Linked DNA regions of Zea mays: regions 1 and 2 are each linked to region 3. The links are chromatin contacts, called in public Hi-C maps. All regions are on one chromosome and are shown on one strand. The core of a region is the stretch at or near the end of the contact, and the rest is flanking DNA. Distances in the headings are between cores, read along the strand shown. Region 1 holds the start of LOC103632119. Region 2 holds the start of LOC100277511 (AT4g33690/T16L1_180-like protein). Region 3 holds the start of LOC103632124 (Golgin subfamily A member 4).

Region 1 (4,929 bases), core at 749-3,248, 240 kb before region 3:
AGAGGAGGAGCTCCGGCGACGCCACCTCAGCGGCGGCCAGAGTAGCCAGCCGTGTGCTGGACGAAGCTCGGAGTCTGCGAACCAAGGACAACACATCCGTAATATTCGTAGATTTTGACGTCCTGAGAAGGGATCCCTGTATCTCGCCAGTTGATTGACATGGCAGATTCCGGAGACTGCAGCTTCCCATGGATCGTCGTCTTCCTGGCTGCTCTATTATATAGCTCCCAAGTTTTGTTGTGTTTTCAGTGAGATGATGTGGTGTAGGAGGCAGAGTGCGTGCATACCGTGTAATCTGGTGCATGCCTTTTAGAGTCTCCTCTCTCTCTCTCTCTCTCTCTCTCTCTCTCTCTCTCTCTCTCTCTCTCTCTCTCTGTCACCCTAGTTGATGAACCGATGATCACCCATCATCCAGGAATGGCTTAACAAATCTCCATTAACTGTGAAGTCATTCGCCATTTTTGTTAATCCGTTTGCGCGTCCAGTTTGAAGTCCAAGGGACGAGATGGAGGCAAGAGAAAGTTGCTTGCTGGTTTCAGTTTGTGCACAGATCTGGGATCAGAAGGCACCGGCTGCCTGCCTGACGGAAATGGGATGCTGTGGAGACTGGCAATGTATCCCAGGATGGAAGGATGAGGGTGGAAGCAGTGCAGCCCCAGAATTCAGGAAAAACAGCAAGTGGTTGGAGCTAGCTAGCTACTACTGTGGTAGTAGGTGATACAGTACACAGGTAAAAAGAAAACAGTACGTGCTAGGCCGTACGTGTACGTGCAAAAAGGTGATAACAACTAGCTAGGCTTTATACATCACCACAACACAGCGTACTGTTGCAGAGAGAAACATCACTGCCAACGAGCGCCTGTCAATGAGTGTTCACCAGGACGATGTCAAGGTCCTCTGTTTGCATTGCCCGTACATCTAGTTGGAGTGTTTGGTTCCTACTTCGACTAAAATAAGTATTCCAAATAGGATTTCTAGGGACTACATTTTAGTCATGTTTAGGAGAGCGACTAAAGGAACCATTTAATAATATGCCACATTAAATATTTTTGATGACATGACATAGTATTTAAGGGCATGTACAACCTAGACACTGTTGTACGGTACTCCAAATATAGGATACAACTAAAACACAACATAATACAATGGTCATGTCTAAAACATGTGTCTTACCATATTCATTGTACCAATCAGAGCATTCAATAAATTAAAGTGATCAATCAGCTAGTCTCCTGTCTCGAACATAGAGCTAAGACACTGTGTCTTCGTCAAGATAAATGTCTTAAGTTTTTTCACATTCACCCCCCTAGACACACTTTAAGATACATCTTAAGATACCTATTGTACATGCCCTAAGAGGATTGAGTTTTATTGGGATGAAACCACGTCGGCTGGTTTCCAAGGTCTTGAAAACTGTATGAACCCTTTATTGATAGTGATCTGTTTCACTTCACATATTTTTTACTAACTTCTATTGGTTATTGAGCTGCGGTATTTAATTGATATGTTAGTCTATAAAGACATGTACAACCCATTTAATATGGAGTCTCTTGAGTGGTCTCTAATGGGCTAAGTGAAAAAAATACAAGAGACAAGCACTTCGCGAAGAGTCCGTCTCTTCACAACTTTCCATACAATGTGTCTTTTATCTGTATTTAAGATGTAGGTCTTAGGATTGTATCATGCTGTCTAAGATAGTGCTCAGGTTTGTACATGCTCTAAGATAGTGCTGGAAAGAGTGCGACGAGATTCCCATTTAGAATAAACTTGAGCTTAAAAAACAAGTTTGGTTTCCTATAAAACGACACCGTATGGAGTACTAAACAGACGGATCCAACCAACAAATTCCTTTCACATGCACCTACTTGCGCTACCCCGACCGACCTCCTCCTTCCCCTCCCCACCCCACCCCACGTGCCCTCGCGATTTGGTACGGTGCATGAGTTGGCGGCGCGCGCTCCTTCCCCTCCCATCCCCTCCCCTCCTCAAAGCCCAGCCACCACCACCAGTCAGTCAACGCGTTGTACATTGCCCTCCTTTCCCTCCTCAAAGCCTCAGACGACCCTCACCAACTCGCTCACGCGCTCGATCACTGAAGCAGCACACAGCACAGCAGCAGCAGCAGCAGGCAGCCATCCCAGCCATGGCGGCCGGCGGCAGCGGAGGCGAGGCCGCGCAGAAGGCGCTGCAGTCGGTGGCGCAGAGCACGGGGTGGACGTACAGCCTCCTCTGGCGCCTCTGCCCGCGCCAAGGGTACGCCTTCTTCCTGCCTGCTGCTCCATCGCCGTCCCAACTCTCGTCCTTGCTAAAGCGCTGTCTGACTAACCGATCTGATCACGCATGCATGCATGGCCCTGCTCATCAGCGCGCTGGTCTGGGCGGAGGGCTACTACAACGGCGCCATCAGGACGCGCAAGACGACGATGACGACAGTGCGTCAGCCGGCGGGCGCGGAGGACGCCGGGGACGAGGAGACGGCGCTGCGCCGCAGCCGGCAGCTCAAGGAGCTCTACGACTCGCTGGCGGCGGGGGAGGCCGCTTACGACGGTGGTGGAGGAGTCGGCGACCCACAGCAGCAGCACCAGCAGCAGGTGGCGGTGGTGCCGCCGCCTCGCCGGCCCGTCGCCGCGCTGGCGCCCGAGGACCTGACGGAGACGGAGTGGTTCTACCTCATGTGCGCCTCCTACTGCTTCCCTCCTGCCGTCGGGTAAACCGGCTATAGCCTATATACATACATGCTTTGCTTTGCATGCTACCTCACGTATCTACAGAATGAAGCACAGCACAGCACAGCACAGGGAACGAACGATCGAGCTCAAGGTCTCCACGTGTAAGATATGCAAATAAATAGACCGGCTCTCTATGCTGTTCTATATTTACTAATACTTTTTTTTTCTCATGCATGTTGTTTCACAGGTGATGATGAACCAAATGTTCGTTCCTTCTAATAAGCACCGCATGTACCAACGATCCTCTAAATATTGACCCTGTTTGTTTGGGCAATTTTTAGTTTTTGGCAATAAAAAGCTGCCGCGGATTAGCAAACGTCCCAGCTTTTCAGTCTGTTTCTATAAAAATCGCTAAAAACCATTCAAAATCAACATAAATACATAATCGATCGAGTCGTCACGATAAATTCCATCGCTATCTAGATCTTGAACCCTTTGAACCATTTCATTTTCCTCCGCACGTAATCCCACGATACTCAGATCTTTCCCACAGCCAGATTCTCTCTACAACCAGATTCTCAAAAAAACTGATCAGAAAAAACTGAACCAAACAAACCCATTATTGTCCTTGCTGGCGAGCTAAATCTTACCAGTAAACTATTATACAAAAAGGCCATCATAGAAAATTACCGGAACACATGTTTTTTTGGCGACATTATTGTTTTTTCTTACCAGTAAACTCCTAAGATAATTATTATTTCCACCTTTTTTGAGCTATTATATATACGTACATGACATTCAAAAACAGTTGTCCCGTCCTATTTTATTTACTCTAATGTCTCTTCATATTACTATAGAGCCCGTTTCTTAGTTTGACATTATCATATATCGTCTAATTCGTTATTCGCATCGTCTTATCCTGAACCACCGCGTGCAATTGACTTTGTGCGAGCTTCTATTTGGTTGTCTATACGCGAGAGACACGGGTTGCATATGTGGATGCAAAACAAGATATTTTAAGGCTATTTAGTTGCATCCACTCATACTGCCAAAATTGGCGTACCTAGCCGACCAGGCTCGCATCCGCCTGGTTTGTTGTGCTCAACCATCCAATCAGCCGGATAGCTGATGCAGCATGCATCAATGAATTATCGAATGTCAAAGCACAAACATTTAATTTCATATAACAAACAGATAATGTTCTTTTTTTCGTTGTTGTAACAAGAGAGAAGCTTCCATGTATAAGTCATATACATGTGTAGTGCTTCCACGTTTCAGGTTGCCCGGGGAGGCGTTTGTAAGGAGAGCTCATGTGTGGCTATGTGGTGCAAACAAAGCTGACAGCAAGGTGTTCTCAAGAGCAATTCTCGCTAGGGTACGTACGCATACCGTCTCCATTCTCTTCTATCTCTTTTTTTTTTTAAAAAAATGTTTGGTACTCTTCTAGTCGCAAATATACTTGGCACATTCAATAACATCATACTGTGGCCCATGTGTTGTGAATTGTGATGCAACAAAATTAGTTTTACTATCGTTTTTTTTGAAACATAGCACCTGTAGATTATTAACCCTCTCTTACATAAAATGTGAAAGAATATATAATAGAGATGCTATGTATATGCAGGCTCTTCCTCGTTCGAACAGATTTTGGACGGGCTGTCACATCTATATTTCAATAGAAAATATATATATATTTGTTAAAATTGCACCCACAAGACTATGCAAAAAAAAAAACTGAACAAAGTCAAAGCACTTTTTGACCCTAGCTAGTGAGTAGTTTGCAGTGTGTGAAAATTATAGTGATTTTAGAAAAAGGATAAATTTGAAAAGAAATAACCTTAATGAACATATACCTATTCTATTTCAAATTATAATTCGTTCTGTCTTTTCTAGATATATAACCTTATTATGTATTTAGATATATAGTCTATATCTAGATATACAATAAAAGTATTATATCTAAAAAAACTTAAAACATCCTATAGTTTAGAACGGAGGGAGTAGTTAGCTACGCATGACAAAATATAAGCTTATGATTGTAGTTGAACTTAAAAACATTGTTTTCCTTTCAAGATATGAGTATGAAGCTCAAATAATTGTTTATCGATATCCAAAAGTATTATTCCCTTCTTTGCCCCATGATAGAGAATTGAAGGTACTAACTAATTCTCCATTTATTACGCTTTTCATGTGGAACATCAAAAATGTTGGTGGCAACAAATATCAGAGTGCAGGTATACAGGTATTAAAATTCACCTCT
Region 2 (4,442 bases), core at 1,830-4,329, 230 kb after region 3:
GATACCAATTGAGAGCACCTAGAGGGGGGTGAATAGGTGATCCTGTAAAATTCAACACTAAATAGCCACAAAACTTAGTTATAGAAGTGTTAGTGCGACCAAGTAGTTGAGAAGCGAGTTCTTGTGGACAAAACAATCACAGAGAAAGCAATCACAAGAGACACACGATTTTATCCCATGGTTCGGCCAAGTAACACTTGCCTACTTCCACGTTGTGGCGTCCCAATGGACGAGGGTTGCACTCAACCCCTTTCAAGTGATCCAATGATCAACTTGAATACCACAGTTTTCTTCCTTATAGTTTTCTTCCTGTTTGCGAGGAATCTCCACAAGTTGGAGCCTCTCGCCCTTACAAAATTGATCACAAAGAACGCACACGAGTAAGGTTGGCAAGAACAACACACACAAGACTCAAAAACGCAACACACCCACGCACACAAGTGAAGACTTGAGCTCAAATGACAACACAGGGAGTTCTTGACTCAAATGGAGCTCAAAACTCTAACACAACAAAGCGAATGCGCGGGAGCAGAGTCTGGATGCCTTAGAATACGTAGTGAATGCTTGGGTGACTCCTCCATGCGCCTAGGGGTCCCTTTTATAGCCCCAAGGCAGCTAGGAGCCGTTGGAGGCCAACTTGGAAGGCCAAACTTGCCTTCTGTCGGGTGGTGCACCGGACAGTCACTGTAGTTGTCCGATGCGCGATCTCCTTCCTTTTCAGGCGCATCCGACCGTTGGTCCTCGGGGGCAGTTGGCGCACCGGACAGTCCGGTGCCCCTACCAACTGTTGGTGCGAGCCACGCGTCATCCGCGGATTGCGCGACCAACCGTTGCGCTGGCGACCGTTGGCTCACCAGACAGTCCGGTGCACCACCGGACAGTCCAGTGAATTATAGCCATACGCCGCTGATCTTTTCCCGAGAAGCGCAAAAGTGAAAGAAACCATAGCTCCAGCTCAAGGATTGAACAAGAAGGGACCACTTGTTCATTCGTAGTGTGGAATTTAAATATAGAAATGAGTAAGCTGTTAGGATAGCCTAAGAACTTGTCTAGTTACAATAAGGACCCGATGATATTAATCTTTTCTATTTAATTTTGATTAGCAAAGGATTTAATCGCCTCCCCAATAGTTCAAGCCCTTCCTAATCGAAGACCTAAAGATTTAAGCCAACTCAATCCGCTCCATTCCATATGGATTAAAATTAAAACAAACAGACAGGGCTTGATGTACCGGACTAGAGGGCTTGATGCACTCCCAAGATTGAGAAAACACAATGCCTAGAAGAGAAGGATCCTGTAGCACATCATTCATTACATTAATGCCCCGATTGGTTCTCAGGAGTTGAAAAGTAACCTAATATTAAAATGAGAAACAATTTCTAGATATTTGTTTCAATTAATGTGATCCAAACAGGCATTAATAGTAATAATATACATTGAGAAGGATAAACTGTTACGAAATTCCGAGTACAAAATATTGAAAATGTCAGCATACTAAGCTGTACCAAACGGCAAGCCACCTCCCAGTCCCATGTGTTCAATCCCGGTGACGAATTCACTGCCACACAATCCCGGTGACGAAACCATAGCTCCCGAGAGCGACATTTTCACCGGAGATCAGCCTGGCGCACCGGACACTGTCAGGTGCGTCACCGAACAGTCTTGTGTGCCAGACTGAGCTGAATTTTGGCTGCACCGAGCCAAGTAATTTTGGTTTCTTTTATTCTTCTTTTCTCACTATTTCTAGCACTTAGATAACTTCATTAGTATTCAAAAACAAATGTACTAAGTCTAGAAACATACCTCATGTCTTGATTTGCACTTTTTCAATCTTTGGTACATTAGGACTTAAAGAATATGTGTTGGGCACTTAATCACCAAAACATTATAGAAATGGCCCAAAGGCACATTTTCCTTTCAAACTCACAAATAGAAATATTTCTTGTGGACGAGGGCATCAAGCATGAGTTCTCTTCTCCCTACACACCTCAACAAAATGGTGTAGTGGAGAGGAAGAATAAAACTCTACTGGACATAACTCGGCCAGGGCGTCTGTGTCAGGTTGGTACCCTTGGAAGTTGAGCAGGAACTTGTCGCGAAGCCCTTTCCAGGAATCAATGGACAGTGGCTGTAATCTGGTGTACCAAGTCAAGGTCAGGCCTTCGAGTGCGATGATGAAGGATTTGGCCATTGTGGCGTCGTCCCCTCCGGACGATGCGATGACTACCTGGTAGCTCATGATGTACTGAGCCGGATCGGTACTGTCGTTGTATTTGGGGTAGGTGCCGGCCCTGAAGTTGGCGGGCCAGGGCGATGCTTGGAGTTGTGGAGCCAGGGGTGTTTGAATGCACTATAACTAATAGTTAGAGAGTGTTTGAATGCATTAGAGTAATAGTTAGTGGTTAAAATTAGCCAAAGACATCCAAAACAATCCAACTAATAGTTCAATTATTAGATATTTTTAGTAAATTAGCTACTAGCTAGCTAATTATTTGTTAGCTAGCTAATTCTACTAGTATATTTTTAGCTAACTAACTATTAGATTTAGTGCATTCAAACACCCCTTTAGTTGGCTAAAAATCGTTAGTAGAATTAGTTAGCTAACAAATAGCTACCTAACTATTGACTATTTTACAAAAAAATAGCTAATAGCTGAACTATTAGCTACGGTGTTTAGATGTCTCAACTAATTTTAACTACTAACTATTATATTCAAACACCCCCTAAATATCCCTTATGATCCATAAGGTCAATATTACATCATTTTTGTTGTCTCTTCTTGAAAAACCTAAGGGCTTGTTTGGGACAAAGGGTAATGGAGGGGATTGAGGGAGCTATAATCCCTTACTATTCAAAATTAAGTAGTAGGGGATTCTAGCCCCCTCAATTCACTCCATTACCTTTGATCCCAAACAAGCCCTAATAGAATCTCTAGGACCTAAGCCGTTGGAGATAGCATCAGTGACAGTGATGTCACACGGCAATTTTAGCCGCAACGCTCCAGCTGTACCGCGAAACAAAATTTCTCTACTTTTCTTCGACCGTCCTACCCTATCCGCTCCCCTCGCCGGCGCCGCGGCGGCGGCGAGAAAGAGAGAACGCGCTCCTCTTCCTTCTCGACTCGATCTGCCCCTTCCAGCCCGCTCGCCCCTCATCGAGCGGCCTCCGTAGCCCTAGGTGATCCGCGCCTCCTTCCGCCGCAGCGGAACAGGACGCCTGACCGTCGACCGTCGAAGCGATTCCTCTCTCGCGGGCGTCCTCGTCTCGCCCTCCTCGCCTCCTCGGTGCCAGTGGGTCGGCGCGGGGAGGCATCCGTCCGGGCTACGGTCGATTTGTTCTCCACTTGGTAAGGATCAAGGAACCCTAACTTGTCTTGTTGCTTCTATGGATTGATTTTTTCTATGTTGCGACCTGTGAGAATCAAATCCAGTAGCTTAGTAAAATTTCCGAAGAAATTAATTTTGTATGCCAATTGAAGTTAAGGTTCAACTGGATCCCCACGGCTACACGTTCTTTGCTGTGCTCGTCATATATTGTTCTTGCGGTGCAGCAGCATCTTCATCTATGTGTATGATAGACCTGCTCTATATGTGGACGTTACTAGCTTGGTACACAGTTAAAAGGTTGGAAGGATCAGTTTATGCTTTATTGCAGAGTGTGGACAATTCTAATTTATGTTCAGTGGGATATATATACTTGCCCACGCCTGTTGACCTATTTGTGACAAATTGCTTATTAACTCATCCATGTAGCGAAAGGGCCTTTAGCTGAGTTGGCTAGGTCTGAGTAGTTAAAAAAATCCTCTCGTCTGTCCTATGCCAAAGCACAGGTCTAAGACCTGGTTGCGGTCGTTCTCACATGGGCTACAGTGTTGCTGTGTATGGGTGAGATAGGGGTTTTCTTGACCCGTGTGAGAAGGCCTTCTTCTCAATACAATGCTCGTGCGTTGTCTTACCCTCGGCAGGTCGAGTTTTTTTAACTCATCCATGCAAATTAACCTATTTTGGACAAATTGCTTTATTAATTCGTTGCTTGATTCTAGTCTTCTTTCATCACAATAGCATCACCACCATTAGTTATTTCAAAAAAATCTGGGGTTTTCAAATTAAGCCCTTTTGCCACATTTGATACTTTCATTCTTGATGAGCAGTTTTAGACACATCTTTTTGGCTAATAATGCTTTGATAAGTTGTTTTATCGGGATGGAAGCATATATATGGGGCACCTGTACTCCATTATTGTAATTACTCTTCAATGGACTGTTCCTGGAATATCTATTTTCTTAGTGTTTGTGTTATAATTTGTGAGTTGTATTGGCTCCCATGTATGTTCAGATCATTTGTGAAACTATATTTGTGCCGTTCACATTAGTACACAACCTGATAACAAAAATAGCATACTCCAAACAATAGTGTATGGTTCCTTCGCAACCAGTGTTGCCG
Region 3 (4,598 bases), core at 1,799-4,298:
TTGTGTCACATGAATGAAGTACTAATATAGTAATTGTCAATCAAAGCCTTGTCCTAACAAAATATAATACGCCTTGTGAAAAAAATGGAGGGAATAATGATTTATGTAAAAAAACATCTTTCTATAATAGAAAAAAGTAAATGTCATTTTATGATATAGATCAAGCTAGCAGGGTATCACTTGTTGAAATTGACTAAACAATGAAAAAAGAAACAAATGCCCTACATGTAAATAACTAAAACATTGAGATGATAGCTACAAGGAAACCATATAATAAATGGAACAATACAAGTTGGTGGTTGGTACTAAAAAGTTAAAGACCTTACCCCTTCACCAGTTCAAGGAGTTTTGGGTAAAGCTGTTGATCTCTTAGACGATCAATTTCTGCAATTGTTGACTCCATTGTCTGTAAATCAACTATATATTTTGTGTGCAAGTGACTAACAATGGACTTTGTTTTCTCAACTGATGAAGAACTAGCACCACTTTGCTTTTTTTTGTTAAGAACAGCCAGCTTTCGTTGATATGTCACTTTGATAACCTCGAATTCCTGTGTCAACAGTAAATATGTACCATCAAATGTATGAACAGACCAGGTTAAAGCAATTATGTATAATGATGAGGCCCATCACATGGGTAGGAAATGATTATGGACTAGTACAAGGGTCCCTGATAACAATAATATGACTACAGATGCCTCTGGACCACTTGAGGAGTATAATAATGAGAATGTGGCAAACAATTATCAAAGGTAAAATAACTGAGACATTAGTGACACCATCATTTTTGCGAAAATGAAATGACATGTATGCATGGTTCTTGATATCAACGCAAATAAAACAGAAGAGAAAATGTATGAGAAAACAATAAACACAACATAAATCATTTTTTCTTTGTGGTGAGAGAGAACATATTGAAAAATGTGCGCCTCTAAGGGAGAACGACTGAAACAGTTTATGTTCTAAACTATTGAATAAGATTTACATATTTTACCTTCACTTCATGGCATAGTTTTTTCTCCCATGCAAGCAACTTATCGAGTACGGTAGCATGTGTTTCCCATTCATCATCAGCCAACTCATTCTTCACATTTTCTGGTGGAGGGATCCCTTTAAATGAGCGATTCCAAGTGATGGCTTGCATCACTCTTGCAGAATGATCCACAAATCCTGATAAGACAGAAGACATGCCATTAACTGAAGTAATGTAAATAGATTGATACACCAATCGTATAGACTATTCTACATGTTTACACCGATTTTAGCTGTATCCCTGAAATAGAAGCAAGATATAGACTGTTCAACTGAAGTTTAAAAGAAATCATAGAGTGAAGATAATCACCGCCTCAGTGTAGCCCCAACCCCGCCTCTGCCCCAAAGAAAACTGTACTTAATAAACATTCCCCTGTGCCTCACTGAACCACATTCCATAAAAACACAGCATCCACCTCAGCAAAGACATAATAGAGAAACATAATAAAGCCAAAATACTATCCCTTTTAATCAATAGCTAACAATGCAATCAAGGCACTCAAAAAGTCAAAGTATTGAATTACCATGCGGAACAGTTGAAGTCCTCCAATATGCATCAAGCAAATCATATACTATCTATCTTGCACGTCTCCTAAGAATCTTGTGTACTGTGTTTTGAAGTTTACTATGTGCCTATAATGTTTGTACGAGTGCTATGAACAATGTTTGTTGAGCATCAAGATTTTTTAATTAAAGAAAGTTAAAAATGATTAGTCTTTCCTGTAACCCAGTCGAACTCTAGCACACAGGCTGGGAGCAGAGCATGCAAGGAAGGTACCTCGCGTCTCGGCGAAATTGGAGTGATAATGCATCCTTGCTGCCTCCAACATCTTGGACACCTCGTGCGCGCCCTGGGATGCCTTGAGGAATTCATCGTCGAGCCTGCGCAGGATGTCGCCCAGCCTCGCCGGCTGGGGCGTCACCATGACGACCCTGCCCTTCTTGCCCTCCGGCTTCCTAGCCCGGCGCGTGACGAGCTCAGCCGCGGGCTTCTTTCCCTCGGCGATCTCCTCGGCGGAAGGCACTGGCTGCGGCTGCTTCGTAGGCTGTTGGTCGGATTCGGGCGGCGGAGGCGGAGGCGCGGGCATCCTCCGCTCGGCCGCCCACGACGACTCGGCGGCGGCGCTGGCGCTGGGGTCCAGCGTGGGCGGCGGGCCGGGCATGGCGTCGGGGGAGCCGAACAGGTAGTCCTTCCACGAATTCCCCTCTGCCGTCGCCCGCTCCAGGTTGGCCTTCGCAGCCGGGACAGGCGGCGGGGAGCGCGAGGGCGGGGGATTGTTCGCCGGCGGCGGTGGGGGAGGAGGAGGCTGGAGCTGCGGGTCGTCGTCCTCCCGTCGCCGCCCCGCGTCGTCCCCGGGGGCGTCGCCCTCGCCGTCCTCCTCCATGATGGGCGCCTCCCCGGAGCGGCCCTTCCGGATGGGCGGCTGGAGCTGGATGTCGGGCGCGCTCATGGACCTGTGCAGCGTCGTGTGCCCGCCGTCGTCACCGTCGCCGTCGCCGGCACCCGGGGGCGGCGGCGGCGGGAGCAAGGCGTCGAGCGGGGACGGCAGCGCCTTGACCACCGTGGCCGCCGAGCCCTGCCCGGCGCTGAGCGCGGCCGCGGCGGAGGCGGAGCGCGGCACCAGGACGGCGTCGTGGCGGTCGGTCTCGCCCGCGGCGTAGTCGGAGAGCGCGGCTCCGACGTTCTTGAGCGCGGCGGTGTGGCCGGCGTGCGCGCCCGCGAGCGCGTGGCGCGCGTGGACGGCGGCGCTCAGCAGGTGCTTCCGCTCCCGGCAGCGCGACTCGGCGCCGCCCTCCGCGTCCTCCTTGGATGGCCCGCACCCCATCGGTGGCGGCGTCTGCTCCTATCGCTAGCTCGCTCGCTCTCTCTCTCTCTCTCCAGTGGCCCAGTGGCGCGTGGTGGGCTGTGAGGTTTGATCGTCGCCCGGGGTTCCTTCGCGCGGAAGGGGGGGGGTGCGAGCCCAGCGAGGTCGTTGGTGCGTTCGTGCGGTGGGTGATGGATGGGCGAATATGGTTTTGATTTGATTTCGACGGGAATCGACTTTCTTTTGGGGTGGGAGCTTGGATGCTTTTGCGCTTTGGAATAAAGCAGGGGGCGCCAAAAGGAAAAGACCGCCCCATCCGTCCACGAGACCACGACAGTCGTCAGACTGTATTGCTCACCCTCTGTGACGTCGAGCACTTGGGCTGGCTCCAAGTGTGAAAGTGTGCGTGTGGTGGACTACACCATTCGGTTCAGCCTCAACACGGATAGATACCATCCAACGGTCACCATCTAAAAACTAGATAGAGTAAATTTTAAACTCTATTGTTGGGAGCCTTCGGCTTCCGAAGATCCTCAAAAACAAGATTTAACAGTATTTTTGGAGTATAATGTGTGAACAGGTATCTTCGGACCCGAATCGGTACCACAGTGGGAGAAGCCCAAAGAATACGAAGGTCGACACAGCACCGAAGCTGTGAGCAGGAAAGCTTCGGCGTAATAGCAGAAAAAGAAACCGACTTAAAGATGAAAAGGCTATTCAGGCCTCGGTGGATTACTATAGAATTACTACCAAATGTAAAGGGCATGAATGTAATTTTATATGAGCTGTGTCCCGTGCCTATAAATAGGTGAACAGTATCCCCGTACTGTTCACGCTGACTTGGCATTTGCTTTTGCGTCACGCTTGTACTTTCGCCTTCTTTCGAGCCGAAGGTACATTTGTAATTTGATATTATTTCTACTTTTCTATAATAATAATACAGAAATGAGTTGATAATAATACATAATGGTTTATGCTATCTTTTGTGTCTCATATGATTCCTTCTTCATTATTATATGTTGAATTTATGAAGGTATGTCCTTCATAACCTTCGTCCGAAAATCATTATGTCCTAAGGGAAATAATGCTTCGAAGGACGAAGGGCTTTAACGTTTAACATTTCTTGTGTTGCCTTGTTCTTAATTCAAAGCATTTGAGAACAAGTCCCCAACATTGGCGCCCACCTCCGGTGAACTCACTTCCACTCTTTGAGTTTTGAACACCTTCGGCGATCATAAACCTTCACTATGGCACCGAAGAAAGCTTCAGCAACTGGGGCTGCAGCTCTGCAACCGCTGGACCACAATCAGGAGACTGTCTCCCTTCGGGAGGCCCGAAGCCAGAAAAGGAAGGCTGTTAGCCCGACACCGCCAGAGGATGAGATAGACCAAGAAATCAGAGACATGGAGATGTTTCATCAACAGGTGCAGAGGAAGAAGGAAAAGATGGCCAGGCTAGCTGAACTGCAAAGGCAGATAGACGAAGCCTCTGAAGAGGTTCGTCATCTTACTCAGGATGAGCAACACCGAAGGCCTCAGCACCAAGACCTTCATCAGGAGGGTTTCCTCAACGAAGATGACTAGTATGACAATTTCCATCATGGGAATTTTGTTTTTGATGATGCTTCTCCTCTGTCCGCTGAGCTGCAGGCTACACCTTGGCCTCCGTCATACAAGCCGCCTCAGCTTCCCATATTCGATGGCCACTCAGACCCGAAGCAGTTTTTGATGAGCTACGAAGCAACAGTATCTTCGTATGGTGG

Evidence for each region. Hi-C and Micro-C count contacts between places; a contact is called where the count stands out from the background.
Region 1: a Hi-C map of tassel shows a contact between it and region 3, with 2.0 times the contacts expected there. The contact joins the promoter of LOC103632119 here to the promoter of LOC103632124 in region 3. A contact is called at or near these places in 2 of 25 Hi-C or Micro-C datasets (ear and tassel).
Region 2: a Hi-C map of ear shows a contact between it and region 3, with 2.8 times the contacts expected there. The contact joins the promoter of LOC100277511 here to the promoter of LOC103632124 in region 3. A contact is called at or near these places in 4 of 25 Hi-C or Micro-C datasets (ear, endosperm, leaf and 1 more).

What each region holds. Positions count from the first base shown.
Region 1 is chr7:19,932,819-19,937,747 of Zm-B73-REFERENCE-NAM-5.0, forward strand. LOC103632119 reads left to right here and starts at 1,999. Exons shown (of 9, transcript XM_008653965.2): 1 at 1,999-2,253; 2 at 2,366-2,707; 3 at 3,948-4,044; 4 at 4,897-4,911. The coding sequence starts at 2,144. LOC542351 (kinase associated protein phosphatase) reads left to right here. Exons shown (of 13, transcript NM_001111928.1): 13 at 1-445. The coding sequence ends at 158.
Region 2 is chr7:20,402,242-20,406,683 of Zm-B73-REFERENCE-NAM-5.0, forward strand. It overlaps LOC100277511 (AT4g33690/T16L1_180-like protein), which reads left to right and starts at 3,080. Exons shown (of 4, transcript NM_001151046.2): 1 at 3,080-3,346.
Region 3 is chr7:20,174,807-20,179,404 of Zm-B73-REFERENCE-NAM-5.0, forward strand. It overlaps LOC103632124 (Golgin subfamily A member 4), which reads right to left and starts at 3,049. Exons shown (of 4, transcript XM_008653969.4): 1 at 1,810-3,049; 2 at 994-1,169; 3 at 327-550. The coding sequence starts at 2,857.